2 separate regions of the Sus scrofa genome follow, and region 2 is linked to region 1. The links are chromatin contacts, called in public HiChIP or PLAC-seq maps. All regions are on one chromosome and are shown on one strand. Each heading gives the region's core, a stretch centred on a gene start, on an enhancer-like site or on the middle of the called end of the contact. The rest is flanking DNA. Distances are from core to core; before and after follow the strand shown.

Region 1 (3,582 bases), core at 603-3,102:
GGAAGAGTGGTCAATTAAGACGGGGAAATGGAGTCCAAAAGAAAAAAAAGGTTGAGTTAGCTGGTGGGTTTCCATCCCAGAACACCTGTTCCCAAGACCAGATGCTTTTTTTTCTAGCATTAAACATTTAAGCACAGGTACAAATCAACTACAGATTCTTGGGGAACATTGCTAGGACTTACAGCAATTCTTTTCCAATTTAATTTGGAGGGGTTGCAGTGAAGGTAAGGGTGAAGGGAGTAACAGCGGAAGCCATTCAAAGCAAAGCCCACCTTTAAAGAGGATCAAGTCATCTTTGGCCAGAAGTTGCCTTGTGACACAGCAGGTTAAGGACCTGGCATTGCTACAGCTGTAGCATAGGCCACCAGATCCCTGGCCTGGGAACTTCCACAAGACCAGGGAAAAAAAACAAAACCATCTTTGGCTTTACAGATGATTTTCTTCTTGATGGAGGGGCAGCCACAAAGACCAGCTGTGCTCATGTGAAGGAATGCTCCACCAGATCCTTTGGAAAATATAACCTGCACAGTACGAGTGGGAATACCTGGGATTTCAACCCTTCCCAATTTACCTCAAATTTACCTCAATGGGCCAGGAGAGGCCCTCAATACTGATTCTGTATATTCTCACCAAGAATTAAACTTACTAAAACTTACTTGATCCCATATGTCAGACCTCTGCAAGGCAGAGAATCCAAAGATGAATAGAGCAAAATTTCTGTTGTGAAAGAATTTTCTACCCAATAGGGAAAAAGATGCTGCATGCAGCCAGTCTGTAACAGGGCTACACCGACAGCAGGAACTAGTTCCTAGGAGCCCATCCATACAAGGCAGCGTTTACAGAAACTTGCACACCTCAGCTTGCGGGGCAATGGGGGCGGCTACAGAAGACATTTTCAGCTTTTAGGAGTTCTCTTGTGGTGCAGCAGGTTAAGGACCGAGCAGTACTACTGCAGCAGCCTGGGTCGCTCCTTTGGCATGGGTTCCATCCCTGGCCGGGGAACTTCCACATGCTGTAGACCCGGGCCAAAACCAAAAAACAGGCCAAAAAGTTTTCAGTTTTAAACAAGAGAACTCGCCCCAGTACGTTCTGGAGCTGGAGCTCCATTTCCCGTCACCAACTCCGCTTCCTGCTTCCCTCCCTTAACTTCTTAATTAACAGCCTCCCAATGCAACCACCCCTTTACCTTACCCCATATCATCAAGGGCCTGGCTCCCAGGAAGGGCCCACAATTTGACCGTCCCTTCCCCTGCCACCCCAGCCTCGCCTCAGGCCTGAACCTCATCACCTCAAAACCACCGTAACAAGAAGCTGACGTTAGGACTGCGGGGAGCTCCTGCTCAAGTTCTCCTAGGCTGGGTTACAAGTTCGCAGTGGCTCACAAACGGCCAGGTGAACCAGCACCACAACTAGCCTACTCCTAAATTTGGACCTTTTGGGATCCAGCAAGTATCTTGAGCGACGCAGGCTTAATGTTTTCCGTCAGCAGGCTCCACGTTTACTCGGCACAACTATCGGCTCCAGCGTGGTTTTCCATTGACCTGCGGGGCACTGAGTCCCACGGAAGTAAAACGAGTTGCACCAAATCCGAGCGTTACTAAAGGGCAAAGCCCCCAGAAGCCTGCAATTGAAACCGTGACCGCCTCCATGCCCTCGGGGCTGCAAGGCGGGGCAGTGAGGCACAGGTGCGCAAGCGCAGGCCTTGCCCCAACGCCCCCCCCGCCGCCCCGAGGAGTCACGTGAGGGGGGCGGTCTAGGGGCCGGAGGAAGCGGAAGGCGGACTCTGCGCAGAAAGCAGCCCTCCCCCGGAAGTCCCTGCACCTCAGGAGCCTGTTACCGGAAGTGCTGGTATTTGTAGCGGGCGTGATGGCTTCAAGGTTACTCCGTGGAGCTGGAGCGCTAGCCGCGCAGACCTTGAGGGCCCGAGGTCCCAATGGAGTCGCCGTTGTGCGGTCTATGGCATCTGGAGGTACTAGGCCCCCCCGGCGCGCCAGGGACCCGTGCCATTGCTCTCTCGGGGTGGTGGGGGCAGCGGGGCGGGGGACAGCCTTCAGTACCTCGCGGCCGCAGTGGCTGCCCCTTGGCCCCGAAGGCCTCAGGCTCCACAGGCGTCTCCCTGTTACCCTGGGCCGCCGTTGCTGCCGACCACCAGACTGACCCCGCTGCCAAAGAATCCTTAACTGAAATGCTAGATGACCTTGATGGGCAGGGATTGCAGCCAGGACATGGGGGGTGGGGCTAAGCCCCTCCTTAGACCCGCGCGTATCTCAAGTTGGATGTATTCCACTAGGACTCTGATTAACCTGCTTTTAGGAAAAAAATGTGTCGAAAAACGGCCTCCGTGGCCGAAGGAAGTGAAGATCACCCCATGTTGCCACTTTCGGGTATCATGACTCCGGTCTTTAGGGGACAATAAGCCCACTAAAACTATATGCAGCAGTTTGCGTATGTGCATTTTCCATCGTGATCATTTCAGACGACATGGTAATTACCATATTTTCTTCAGGTGGTGTTCCTACTGATGAGGAGCAGGCGACTGGGCTGGAGAGGGAGGTCATGATGGCCGCCCGCAAGGGACTGGTGAGGAGAAACTTTATATGTCTTCTTAGGAGTTTATGGTTTTGGATGGGATCAGAGTAGTCTCCTCTCTGGGCCTCACTGATCCTGGAAACCTGGCATGTGGGAACAATACCGCTAACCCCTAGAAGGTAGGAGTCATTTGGCATAATGGATTCTTATTTTGTCTTTTCAGGACCCATACAATATACTTGCCCCAAAGGCAGCCTCAGGTACCAAGGAAGACCCTAATTTAGTCCCCTCCATCACCAACAAGCGGATAGTGGGCTGCATCTGTAAGTACCTCAACACTATTTTCTTACCCATTTAATATAGCCCACTATACAGGTCTGTAAGCTCTTTCATATCTTGTGCTTTGTGTGTGTATAAATAAGTTGTTATAAGGGTCTTGGCCCTCTCATACCCCTCTGCTTGAGTAGGTGATCCTTACGGGAGAGAGGCCTGGAACATAAATAATATTGGTTCATTGAGAGTTCTTGTTGCGGCTTAGTGGGTTATGAACAAGACACTAATATCCATGAGGATGTGGGTTTGATCCCTGGCCTCGCTCAGTGGGTTAAGGATCTGGTGTTGGGGCTGTGGCATAGGCCAGCAGCTGCAGCTCTGATTTGACCCCTGGCCTGGGAACTTCTATATGCTGTTTTTATTAGGTGCAGCCCTAATAAAAAAAAAAAAAATAGCAAAAAAGAAAAAAATACTGCCTTATTGGAAAGGCAGTATGAGGAAGGAGTATTCATCTAGAAAGTGTTTATTGTATTTCTCCTTTGCTAGACACCCTGTTAGGCAGTGTCAGCCATAATTTTGTGTCTCAGAGGTGTCTGAAGAGAAGAGATTAATGTTGAAAGTCCCCTCTTCTAGGCTGGATAGCTTTCAACCACCTATGTTCTTTCAGGTGAAGAAGACAACAGTACTGTCATCTGGTTCTGGGTGCACAAAGGCGAGACCCAGCGATGCCCCAGCTGTGGAACCCATTATAAGCTGGTGTCGCACCAGCTGGCCCACTGA
Region 2 (3,582 bases), core at 481-2,980, 330 kb before region 1:
GTCACTGCAGCAGCTTGGGTCACTGCTATGGTACAGGTTCGATCCCTGGCCTGGGAAATTCTACATGCCACAGTATCATATATCACATGGTAAGTTTAGGGAAAAAATTCCTTACCCTGAAATATAACCAGGCCTAAGTAGGGTTACAATCAACCCATGGTTGGAGTTCCCATTATGGCTCAGTGCTTAAGTAAGGAACCCAAGTAGTACCCTTGAGGACTCGGGTTTGATCCCTGACCCCACTCAGTGGGTTAAGGATCCGGTGTTGCTGTGGCTGGGTTGTAAGCCGGCAGCTACACTTGTGACTTAACCCCTAGCCTGTGAACTTCCAGATGCCACGGGTGCGACCCCAAAAATACAAAAAAAAAATCAACCTATGGTGACAGTTCTGTAAGAAGCTAAGACAGAAACCAAGGTCTTGGGCATATATATATGCTCCTAAACAAGGTGACCCCAGTAAAAGTAAATTGAACTACCAAAAAGGTTACTGTTGCCAGTGCTGGAGCCAGGAACTCTGTCTGGACTAAAAGAATAAATCTAATCCTATGCGGCAATTTTTAAAAACTAACTCTTTGGTATTTTTCTTCACAATTTAAATAATGCTATTCAATTCCTCTTTCCACACGAGTCCTATTACCTAAGTGCAGTAGGCTGTTTGCCTTCCTTTGAATATCTTGCCTTCCTAACTCATTAGATGTCCTGAATGCAAGATGTCTACATACAGGCCTATCTGCTCGCTGCTTAACAGCAACGCCTGAATTTAACATCCAAGCCCCTCAGACAATCTCCCACAATAAAATCCTCTTTAATCCCCACCATCTGTTCCCTGTCCAATTAGGGCAATGGCAGCCCTTAAGAAAGAAGCCCAAACTCACATGGTACTTTCGTGCTGCCTCCGGGGAGTAACAAAGAGCATGCGGGTGGGGCGGGCACTACTGGCATCTGGGTGGGCACTCCAAGGCTTGGCATAGCTATGGTCCAGAAACACTAGGTCCAGCTCCCGCTCATGCACGAAAGCTGGAAGAGCAACGAGGTGCCCATGCGCCGCGCTGAGGTCTGGAAGTCCCTCTCCCCACCTCGGTGGGCCATGTCAGAAGAAGGGCAGCAGGTCAGAGAATGGCTATCTGCATGCTAGTCACCTGCAGTGAAAAGTTTCAGTTTTAGTCAATTCAGATGCTCTGAATCTCTTGCAGCCTATACTATCTAATGTGCTTACTTTTTTGACCTTCTATCATGTATAACTGAGGATCCATCAAATCACAGACCCTTGCCCATGTAGGGAGCGCTCCTAAGAGTCCTCAAAAGGCTATGGCACCATCTTCCTCTTCAATTTCTACAAAATTCGGTTCATTGGGAAGCTGAGGGACTCCAAGGTCTCACATGGACAAATACTAAATTTGCTTGGCCAGCATCAGTTTCCCCTGTGGCTGGCATGGGTTTGGGCAAACAAGAGGAATCAAAAATATTGATTCTTCCAAAGCTAAGGGTCTCCAGCTTCACACTATTCCCGGAAGCTTCACTGGGCCGCCTCCAGTCACAAAATAAGAGCATCCTGGGTAACAGCTGGGCAACGTGGGCTCCAAGGAGGCCCTCGAGGTCCCTTGTCTACGTTAAGCAAAAGTTTTGCAACTACTTCATAACGCTCTGGAGTTTTAAGACACAGACGAGAGCTCCTTCTCAAAGCCTGTAACAAAATGCTAAGCCAGGAAGACCCCCCCCCTCACCGTAGATGGGGTGGTCCCCCAGGAACGGCCCGCTACTCCAGGTACCCCGGGGGGTCCCACCCTTGAGCCTCAAAACCGCCACAGCTGGCAGGCAGGGCTTGTAATTCACACTTTACAGACGAAGGCGCCAGCTCAAGGAGACGGAGTGAATTGGCCAAGGTCACCGAGAGTTCGCGACGAGGAGGAGCCGCCAGGAACCCGCCTCCCGCCGGCCCGGGCCCAGCTCAGCTCCCGCGTCACGGCAACCCCAGTCCGCCCCCTGCCCCACACGGCCGTCTGACCCAGGCCGCCCGGGCCCCGGGCTCCAGCCCCCTGTCCCCGCATGACCGGAGAGTCCGGAGGTTCTCGCTGAGACCCCCGCCCGCCAGACCAGCGCCGCCACCGCCGGGGCCCGCCACCCCCTGCCAGGGCCGCGCCTCCCCTCACCCGCAGTCGTCGCGCCGCGCGCTCGGCCCGGGCCGGATCCCAGCGCGCGTGCGCGTTACCGCCTCCTCGCCCCGGAGCTCCGGGCACAGAGCGAAACGCGGAAGCGGATCACGGCCTGGGAAGGGAGGGGCGGTGAGCTGCAAAACCGGGAGAGGATGTAACTGCGCGGGAAGAGGAGCCCCGGGAACGCGTGCGGGTCTCTGCCGCTCACAGCGCGGAATTCCGAGTTTCGGCCTTCTGCATCTTCAGCAGGGAAAGCGAGGGCGAGAGAGGAGGCTGGCTTCTGCAGCGTCCGTTCTCAGTGACCGCCACGGTTGCTTTGCCAGGTCCCTAGCCAGGGCTGGGAGGGCGTGCAACCTACTTTCCGCTTCTCCCAGATCAGTCCCACCTAAGCGTGCAGTATTTACTTCAAATACTGTGCGCCTGAAACTAGCACAATGTTGTAAAGCAACTATACTTAAATGTAAAAAAAAGTTAGGAATTCCCTTGCGGCGAAGCGGGTTAAAGATCCGACGTTGTCACTGCAGCTGATCCGGTACTACTGTGGCGTGTGTTCCATCCCTGGCCAGGGGAACTTCTATGTGCCATGGGTGCGGCCAAAAAAAAAAAAAAAGAAGAAGAAGAAGAGATCACTTAAGCAACAACCACAATAAAAATAAGTGCGAAAATAAAAGAAGTGCTGTGTGCCTTAAACTGCTCTAAAAAATATATTAAACAATAGAATAAAAGAAAAATTTATCCAGGGCTTTGCGTAGATGTGTCCAGATCGCCCTAAGCAGTGCTGCTTAGACCTGGAGGTTTGGAATCTCAGCTCCTGCACCTAACTCCCTGCTTTTATGACCCCAGTGAGATCTCAGTGTACCCTCTTCATCTCTGAAAGTGCAAATACTTACTCACTGGGTGGCGGAGAGAATGATAAGAACAGAAATTTATAGAAAAAGATTTCCAGAGTGGGAATATGAGTGGAATCATGAAGATGAAGTCACCTAAGTTTGGGCTGAAAGGACCAGGCCACTGCAGAGAGATTGGAAAGGTTGCTAAGGACCTACAGAGAGAGAGTGAATGGACCAATTACAGCCCAACACCACTTTCTTTGGCCTACACGCTACTTTTTTAAAATTTTATTTCATCGCAAATATGTATTTAATTATTTACTGCAAATATTTAAATTTGGGAGATTTCATGCAAAAATCCAGATATACAGATCTCTTAAAAAATTGGAGACTGTGGCAGCACTGGACTCATGTTCCTGTGTGGCAGGTATACAGGCTGCATATATGCTCACTCTGACCAGCTTCTCTAGGCCTCCTTGGCCCCTGTGGCATTTGATTCATCACCCACCCCGTCTACACCATTGTGCGCAGTGCTGGGGCTAGGGGGTTAAATGCAGGTATCCCTACATGGAAAACATGATGGGGGACAAATCCAATCA

What was found. HiChIP or PLAC-seq counts read pairs in DNA pulled down with a chosen protein or histone mark.
Region 2: a contact with region 1 is called in an H3K27ac HiChIP or PLAC-seq map of alveolar macrophages. The contact joins the promoter of FER1L5 here to the promoter of COX5B in region 1. A contact is called at or near these places in 1 of 47 Hi-C or Micro-C datasets (heart right ventricle) and 1 of 2 datasets of contacts at active chromatin or transcription factors (alveolar macrophages).

What each region holds. Positions count from the first base shown.
Region 1 is chr3:56,630,377-56,633,958 of Sscrofa11.1, reverse strand. It overlaps COX5B (mitochondrial cytochrome c oxidase subunit Vb), which reads left to right and starts at 1,852. Exons shown (of 4, transcript NM_001007517.1): 1 at 1,852-1,969; 2 at 2,507-2,580; 3 at 2,753-2,852; 4 at 3,470-3,582. The coding sequence starts at 1,867. The coding sequence ends at 3,582.
Region 2 is chr3:56,957,728-56,961,309 of Sscrofa11.1, reverse strand. FER1L5 (fer-1-like protein 5) reads left to right here and starts at 1,730. Exons shown (of 55, transcript XM_021088398.1): 1 at 1,730-1,765; 2 at 2,010-2,282. The coding sequence starts at 1,730. KANSL3 (KAT8 regulatory NSL complex subunit 3) reads right to left here and starts at 2,127. Exons shown (of 23, transcript XM_021087273.1): 1 at 1,785-2,127; 2 at 1,017-1,139; 3 at 876-1,014. The coding sequence starts at 1,089.